Regions from separate parts of the Xenopus tropicalis genome. Here region 2 is linked to region 1. Evidence: chromatin contacts called from public Hi-C data. All regions are on one chromosome and are shown on one strand. Each heading gives the region's core, a stretch centred on a gene start, on an enhancer-like site or on the middle of the called end of the contact. The rest is flanking DNA. Distances are from core to core; before and after follow the strand shown.

Region 1 (4,584 bases), core at 823-3,322:
ACCATTTCCCCAACTCTCTTGGGCTGACAGAGTGATCCAACGTCTTCCTCGCCTTGTTCTGCCATGAATTAAGGGAGGCTTGAAGTATCTCTTTGGCTTGAAGTCTCTCTGCTGAAGTGAATCTGTGCACCACCCACTAAGGAAAGTATTGGGAGTTCAAAGTGCAGAATCCATCACTTCACAATGGAACAAGATGAGGTAAAGGCTGCATTTCACTGTGAGTCTAAGGAGAGTGGGAATATGGTTTCCTTTCAGTCTGAAGAATTTTGTATGTCTGTGTATAAGTGTACTTACAGCACAGATAGCATTTATGCACCTTTTTTAAATAAACCCAACTGAATGAGCTCATGTCAAAACAATCAAACCAAAACAACCAGCTTACTGAGAAGCCCTCTCTGTAAACAAACCCCTCCCTTCTCCCATTTGCAACCTCTGTTAAAGGACAAGGAAAGGCTAAGTCACTTGGGGGTGCCAAAATGGTAGGCACCCCCAAGTGACTTTAATCGCTTACCTTGTACCCTGGGCTGGTGCCCCTGTTGGGAGAGAACCGCACCAGCCCGGGGTACCTGTAGCGAGCGCTTCCTGCTTCGTTTGGCTGGGACCCCACGACCGGCGCATGTGCAGTAGAGTGAAAAGCCGACTTCTCTGTTAAAGTTCCGCTTTTCACTCTATTGCACATGCGAGTGAACAGGAAGCGCTGCAGCTACCCCGGGCTGGTGCTGTTCTCTCCGAACAGGGGCACCAGCCCAGGGTAAAAGGTAGGTGATTTAAATCACTTGGGGGTGCCTAACATTTTGGCACCCCCAAGTGACTTTGCTTTCCTTCTCCTTTAAACTGGCCATAAACATTCAGATTTTAGTCTTTTTCTGACGAAAGTTCAGAAATCGATCGTATGTTTAAATGCAATGATCTAAGACCAACATTCAGACTTGAATTGTAGGATGAAGTAGTTGGGAGACGCCAATCTTACAAAAGTGACTTTCTGGAAACACACTGTAGGCCCCCCACGGACATTGTCAGATACACAATACATGTGCAGATTTTATTGTTATCCAACCAAAATTTTTTAAGCTCTTCGATCAACTAAACGACCATTCGCCATGGTATGAAAATTATAGGGACAATAATTCCGAAACCACACAGGGTCTGAAAATCATACGAAGCATAGTCTTGTATGATTATATGTGTGCGTGTATGGCCAGCTTTAGGCTTTCAGATAAGCAACAACTCATTGTACAGTGGGTTTGTTAGTGAAGCGATTATCTGGTCTTCCTGTGCTTCTAACAACCACAAGTGAACTGTTATTTTACTTTCAGGATTTGGTGCTTTTAGTGCAAAAAAAAAAATAAATAAGGCGTTTGATTTAGTACCCCAAGGGATCCCTGTACTTACTCTCAGGGCTCCGTACCAAGCCATGGTGCACTACAGAGCTAGTACAGACCCCTAGTACAGGGGAAGGGCAGTGGGGATGGAACTTTTGGGCACAACTCCCAGGCTATATAAGCGCCTATTATTAACATGTATCTATAAACCAGCACAAGAATCCATAAAGACAAATGTAAAGCGCCGGAGCCAAAGAGCAAGGCGGTGCTGCTGGGAGAGAGGACTTTGCCCCAGGGCACAAACATAGAATTAACTCCTGCAGGTCCGGCCGTGTGTCTGTAGGGCAGGGCCCGCCTGTATAAGGCACAATACAGCACTGTATACATGGAGGCCAGTAAGAGTGGGGAGAGGCTGAGATAACAGTCCTTCTTTGCCTTCATTATCTCCACACGCTCCTGGGTAGCCCAGGCCCTGATTGACGTGGCACACAAGGCCGCAGTCTCTAACACGGCCCCAGCCATAGTGCCAGCAAGAGACTACGGAGATTTACTGCAAAAGCTGCACAGTCCTATCTTCTACCTTTCCAAACGCTAGCATTCACTGTCATACTTACGAGTCATCTCTCCGGTGTCCCGTAACCAAGTCGTCTGCCGAGCTCCAACTTCCTCCTCCGTCCGCAGCCGTTCACTCTCAGTCGTGCTCAGTTATTGGCTAATCCTGATCACGTGGCATCAGTGTTTGTCTCGAAACAACTGAGCAATAAGTTCTTTCTACATGTACAATAGCTCCGCCCGTCTTGGCGTTCTAGCCAATTGTTAGTTAGGGGGCGTGTCTACGTGTGTGTTATCACATAGGAGTGGTGGAGTTTGATGTTTTTGTTGTGTCGTTGATAGTGGCTTAGCATGTACACCGTAGTAATGTGAAGAGAAATTCAAATTCAAGCCTTTACCTTTAATATATCTCTCAAAAGTCGAACTTGTAAGTTGTCTGAAAGGTGGCCCGACGATTTAAAGTATATGGTGTGCCCTGGCTAATACAGGCTAAAATGCAATTGCATACCTCCAAATGAAACCTGGGTGAATTATCCAACTTTACCATGAATTCTGTGGAACACAAGGTCAAAATAACACTGAGTGGCTTAATAATAGGTATAGCTACAAATGAAAAAGACCCTGTGATTAAGGGGTGCTGAAATTCAGAGGTCCAATTGTGGCCCTGATGAATGAGCAGGCCGAATGTACTGTATGCTTATCAAACTGGTAAGCAGGGTTGCCAACTTTTCTTAACAGTTTACTTTTTTCCCTATTACTAACATTGACATCAAGTATAATGTTTACTGGCCAGATGGCAACCAAGTTTGGACTGGCCCACCATACCAGGAAAAACATAAAGATTGCAGTGCATGCCTTAGGTAAAAACAATAGGGATTCTACCTCCACCTGACAATTCAGCCCTAAACGCAGATTTTACTCAGGCGCCTTCAACGGTGCCCAACCAAAATCTTTTGTCCCACCCGATTGGTGAGACGGTCGATATCTGATGGGTTTCCGGTGGGCCACCAATCTGACTCTGGTTGCAACCATATTAATGAACTATTAGACATTTTGGGAGTCCGTAAATTGAATATTTAGCGGGGCTCAGTAGCATCTAGTTTCACTGCTGTTCAAGAACTCAGAAGGCTCCTCAAATCATTACCACCTGGATAGTATTTTACTAGACTGAACAGTAAAAACTATGCCTGATGCCAATGTAATTAATTGGGCACCAAAAATTTAGGAAGACCAGTATTTTTTCCAGAAGTAGCAATCCTACTCTGAATCCATTTGGGAATCGGTGGCATTATTTGTAAAGTGAGATACACAATAGTCATCAAACAAAGCTGAACACACTGAAGCAAATCTGCCTGGAAAAATGGGCCAAAATCAGAGTGCTAGGCTGGTATGTATTTAAACCCCAAAGGACTTTAGGCTTTTAAACACTGCTAATATGAGGTCGGAAACAGTAGTGGTCAAAAATTGCTTCCCATATAAATCTATAGGAAACACTGAACAAATGACGTTCATAATTAAATAAATTAAATTAAATTTGTATCTTATTTCATTACTTGAAAATAATAATTAAAAAAAACATAGATTCATACACCTTTCCCACTTTTTTAAAAATAAAATAGCTTAATATTAAAGGAGAACTACAATCAGGCCTGGACTGAGATTCAAAATAGGCCCTGGCATTTTAAGTACACAGAGGCCTAAACAGCCCCCCCACAGGCCCAATAATAGTGACTATTCTTGGCATCTTACAGCAGCCCTTCTGGCATTTGCCAGAATCCATAGATTGCCAGTTCAGGCCTGACTACAATCCAGAAACTGATCAGCTTCTTTCTAGCATGCATATGGATGTTATGCAGCAAGACATGGTGGCTGCTAACCCTGCTGCATTACTCTGCTTTTTCAGGCCAATTACAGGGGCGCTGCTACCATGAGGAGAGTTCTTGCTGCCGCACCTCCGAAGTTACCAGGGGTGGCAAAAGCCACTGCTGGTAATTTTAAGAGACGAATTTCCAGATTTTAAAATGCATTATGCTCCACTAGTGCAGAGTGCACATTAGTTTTTAATTATTTTTTTTTCTCGTAAATATTAAGAATTTAAAATACCTCCTCATTTGTTTTCACTAGCTTTTATGAAGTTGTTTTGCAGCAGGTTGCAATCTCCTTTTCTTCTAAACTGCTATAGTCTCCTTTATATTCTCAAGTAGACCTGCAATGTTATATTCATTTTATAAGCAGCTAAGCAGGGGCGTTGTCTTGTGGATATATACAGATGTGCAATGTCCTGCCACTGTGGTTTGGTCAGTAAATGAATACTCCAGGCATAGAAGGTTTGTGAACAACACAGGTTAATATTTACCACAATGTACCACAAAACTATGCCAACATACATACAGTGGCTTGCAAAAGTATTCGGCCCCCTTGAGCTTTTCCACATTTTGTCACATTACAGCCACAAACATGAATCAATTTTATTGGAATTCCACGTGAAAGACCAATACAAAGTGGTGCACACGTGAGAAGTGGAACGAAAATCATACATGATTCCAAACATTTTTTACAAATTAATAACTGCAAAGTGGGGTGTGCGTAATTATTCAGCCCCCTGAGTCAATACTTTGTAGAACCACCTTTTGCTGCAATTACAGCTGCCAGGCTTTTAGGGTATGTCTCTACCAGCTTTGCACATCTAGAGACTGAAATCCTTGCCCAT
Region 2 (4,584 bases), core at 778-3,277, 140 kb before region 1:
CTGCTGTTCGAGGGATTTCCATTTCATTCATCTGAAAATGAAAATATTCTCATTTTATAACTAAGTCATAACTATAATGCTCTGTTTAAGAACAAATCATTTTTCAGTAGAGGCCTCCAATGCAAGACTAGTGTTACCATATCTGCATACAGCAGCCACCAATACTCTCCAGTTTATCCAGCACTCTCTTCTACTGGTTCTTCCACCCCCACCTTAATGCCAGCTAATAGTAAATACACAATTGATCTAATCTCGATTCCAATTACAGCCTGGCGAGAGAGAAAAGTTGGCCTGAGGATATGGCCAAACTACACATGATCCACTGGCCAGTTTTGCTAGGTAATATTCTTGCACGTTACAATTTCAATCCTGATACTTCTGACTATACCACAGTCACTGGCTCCTGCCCAGATCACTATCCATACTTACAATAAGCTCCACGTCTTCTTTCTTGATTGTTACTTTGGCCAGCTCCTTTTCTCTGAAAAAATAGAAGCTTGATTAGCTATTGTATTTATAAAAATTATTGCGATTTCAACGGAACCGAGTAGGCAGCTTCTGAGCAGATAGATCAAAAAAATTGTGTTTGAACCATCACTAAAAGAACATTGAGAAGTCTTCATATTTGGTAAAAACCATAACACTCCCAATAAACCTCAAAAGTAGTAGCGACACTCTATTCAACAGACTGCTGCATAATTTTTGGATAATCAGTGTACTAGTGACACAGGCTAAAAGGCCACCAGTGGACAACTATCCTTGCCAGAATCTACAGTACAGCAGAGGTTGCTTACTACAAAGCCACAGGAGTCATTAGCTTTCATTATATTACTCCTAACAAGATCTATTATGGCATGGGTACCAAGTATGTGGCACAATTTAAAGCCTCTCCAATGTGTTTCAGTCACACTGAGCCTTTGACACTACTACATGATCCCGCAGCTTACTGACAGCAACCAGATGCTAAACAGTCCATATCTGTTGAACCCATTAGTAATGACACTGCCCAGTAATACTCTACTTTATAAAACTCCATTCTACATTTTAAATGAGACCTGATTACAATGCAATGGAAAGGGCCAGTATAAAATGTTGTATATGGTATTGCAATTACCTCTCCTGTTTTGCTTTCTGTTCTCTTGATCTTCTGTCTCCAATCACTGACATGGCCTGCACAAAAGACAGGTGAGATTAGAATACCAGTCTTGGAACACAGAGTTCTTTCTTCATAAGCAGTCATTCAAAATGTATGAACAATGTTTCAATACAGTTAAAGGGAAAGCAGTGTTGAATTCTCACTCACTTTGTTGCCCCTGGTAACTTTATTTAAGTTCGGCCTTAAGTCTAGCACACCAGTAACCTCTTGTTCCAAATGGACGGGTTTGTTCTAACCTTCCTTCCCCAGAAGTAAAGTAGAATTTAGGAAGCTAATTGCAGCTCTGCTGTAATGCCCACTTACAAGATGGCAGCTGGCTGGCATGATACAGTGCAGCCAGGGCAGGTAACCAGTGAGAGTCAAATGCCAGGCTGGTGTTAGGAGTATATGGGAAACCAATGCAAAGGTTATCTAGTAAGAGCATGTTCCTTCTATATGTGGATGAGTAAATTGCAAGGAAATCATTATTCCTCCTGGCACAGTATTTCCCCTTTAATAATGCCTCTACTCATGTAATGATTGCCCCGCACACCAGCTAAAAGCTGTATCTGCCTGATCTGCCAAGCAAGTATCTTCCACTGTCTTTCTACAATAACCTAACAGTGACAGTAAACATAAGTATTGCTTTATTGCAGCCATCCAGAGCAAACGATCATCAGTCCATGCCCTTTCCAATAACCCAGGCTATTATTTCTCTCTCACCGTCTCCAAGTTGGAGCTCTGAATCTCTTTCTCCTCGGCATAGTCTGTCACTCTCTCCAGATCAGCGGCCCCACTGTCATGTTTGCGCGGTTTGTCGGCAGGACGCTCGCTGCAGTTCTCTTCAGTCTCCAATTCTAACTCAACATCCCCTTCTGCCGCCATCTTTCCCACCTGTACCGGAACACAAGGCAGTAAAACTCGCTTCAATCGCCGCTTCCGGTTTCTTGGCCTATTGCATTCGTCACTTCCGCGATCTCTATCGTTCTTTGGGCAGGGGGCGGGACAACTATGCGTTCCATTAAACCGGAAAAGAAAGTTCTTGCATAAACTTTGCCTTCTCCTGTGCTGAAACGTTAGATTGATTGCTACCGTAGAAACAACGGGGCATCAATGGTGTTTTAAATATTTAGATATTTGTCTAAAGATTTTAAAAGACAAATAATATTTGTAGTTTAGTAGTTTTACTCTGGCATGAGGATTAACAGAATCATTTGTCCAAGAGAATGCTTGTTGGCAATTGGGCACATTTGCGGCAGTCAAAGCTGACAGTTTAATTGATTTCATGCAACTGACTAATGCCGACCTATCAAAACTCCTATGTTTATCAGAAGATATCTGGTCCCACTCCCCATAGTAATAGGGGCCGATTTACTAATCCACGAACGGATCGAAAGTGCCCGAATGCGTTTTTTTCGTAATGATTGGTATTTTGCGATTTTTTCTTCGCTGTCGCGACTTTTTCGTAGCTGCTATGACTTGCGCGAATTGTGACTTTTTCGTAGCCGTCGCGAAAAAATCGGAAAGGTTTGCCCGCCGCTTACTAGCGCTCAATACGAAAAAGTTGCGACAATTCGCGCAAGTCGTAACAGCTACGAAAAAATTGCGACAATTCACGAAAAAGTCACAAAAGGGATGAAAAAAATCGCAAAAAATACAAAAAAGTCACAAAATGTTTGTTTCCAATCCGATTATTCAACTGAAAAGAACCTAAATCCTCCTAAAATGAGCTCAGAGACAGGGAAGGGCAGAGCTGGGGGCTAAACAAGGTGTTGCCCAAACACACCCAAAAGTAAAGACTCGAAAGTTGACGTCTCTGCAGAGGAAAGCTGTTTGTTGGATTATACAGCACCAGGTCAAATAAAATGACTGAATATGAGACAAACTTAAGTATCTTGTAGAATTGCCTATTGTTCATAAACGTGCCCGCTTCGTATTAAAACAATCTCTTTTAAACATGTTTAAAAAAAAAACTGAGTAACTTCTCAGTGATGAGGCTCCATGGAAACTTCTGTGCACTCCTTACTTTGTTGTGTCCACTCACAAAAGCACAGCTAAGAGGGAATATGTAATTCCGTTTTCCATGTTTTGCCAAAATATTGGGCAACTGCACACAACCATAGTTTTTGTGTGTGTTTCATTGTATAATGGGATACTGTTAATAAAACAATTATTCCAAGTAGGAACCTATGTATTGTCCAGATAAATATGCCTGGATGTAGTCCAATTCATAGATCAAATAGTCATGTCAACAAGATCCCACGCAGGACTTATGTTGAATCATAGCAAACACATTTTCTACAAATATATTATGCTAAAATTTAGTATGAAAAAAAGTATCTTGTTGACATGACTACTTAATAAAATTGGATATAAGCCTGGAAAAGAATAAAATAAAGTGTTCTTCTCAGTCCTTTTTTAAACATGTCTCCAACATTAACTGATTTTTAAGATGCTGATTTTGAGTAGTCCGGTAGGTCACAATAAAATGTGTACTGGATATGTATATATTTAGGGCATGAGTTAAGTTTGAACTGGGGAAAAATAAAAGGCTATAAACTAGAGAGAGTAATGAAATTCTATGTAGTAGACTGGGAAAGTAATTGAGAAATGACTGAGGATCAAGACTGGGTGAGGGATGACAAGGTTGTGAAATAGAAAGTTAAATATTGAATGGATAATATAAGTTGATTAGGTATAATGTGGGTAGGGATCCACCAAATCCAGGATTCAGTTCGGGTTCGGCCAAGATTCAGTCTTTTTCAGCAGGATTCAGATTCGGCCAAGTCCATGTGCCTGGCCGAACCAAATCCTTAAAATCAAAAGGTACATTTTTTTTCTTTTTAACCCTTCAGTATCTTTAATCTTTCAAGAAGGATTTGGTTCTTGGCCGAATCCCAAAATAGTGGATTTGGTGCATCCCTAAATGTGGGGAAGGCCTACTGGATCTGTTATAAGGAAACCTGTTATGCAGACAGTTCCAAATTACGCGAAGGCCATCTCCCATGGATGCCATTTTAATCAAATAATTAAATTAAAAAATAAATTAATTATTAAATGAAAAATTTGATAATAAAACAGTACCTTGTACTTGATCCCAGCTAAGACATAATTATTCCTTATTGGAGGCAAAACAATCCTATTGGGTTTAATTAATATTTAAATTATTTATTATAGACTTATAGTATGGAGATCCAAATTATGGAAGGATCCCTTTTCCAGAAAATCCCAGGTCCGGAGCATTCTGGATAACACTTCCCATACCTGTATTATGAAAAAAGAAGCTTTGAAATAGGGTGGATTTGAATTTGGTAGGAGTTGAGGGAACCAGGAGAAACAACATAGAATAAAATAGGAAGGCAGATTTGAGAAAATGTGAGTGATATGATTGGTTAACACAAATGATTAAATAAGCCGCACACACTCTATACAAGATGCATCATGACAAC

Evidence for each region. A called contact is a pair of places that touch in the nucleus more often than the background predicts.
Region 2: a Hi-C map of brain shows a contact between it and region 1, with 2.2 times the contacts expected there. The contact joins the promoter of hypk here to the promoter of serf2 in region 1. A contact is called at or near these places in 2 of 5 Hi-C or Micro-C datasets (brain and neurula embryo).

What each region holds. Positions count from the first base shown.
Region 1 is chr3:107,535,728-107,540,311 of UCB_Xtro_10.0, reverse strand. It overlaps serf2 (small EDRK-rich factor 2), which reads right to left and starts at 2,072. Exons shown (of 3, transcript XM_004912639.1): 1 at 1,937-2,072. The coding sequence starts at 1,943.
Region 2 is chr3:107,673,690-107,678,273 of UCB_Xtro_10.0, reverse strand. It overlaps hypk (huntingtin interacting protein K), which reads right to left and starts at 2,027. Exons shown (of 4, transcript NM_001127003.1): 1 at 1,859-2,027; 2 at 1,115-1,170; 3 at 430-481; 4 at 1-31. The coding sequence starts at 2,020.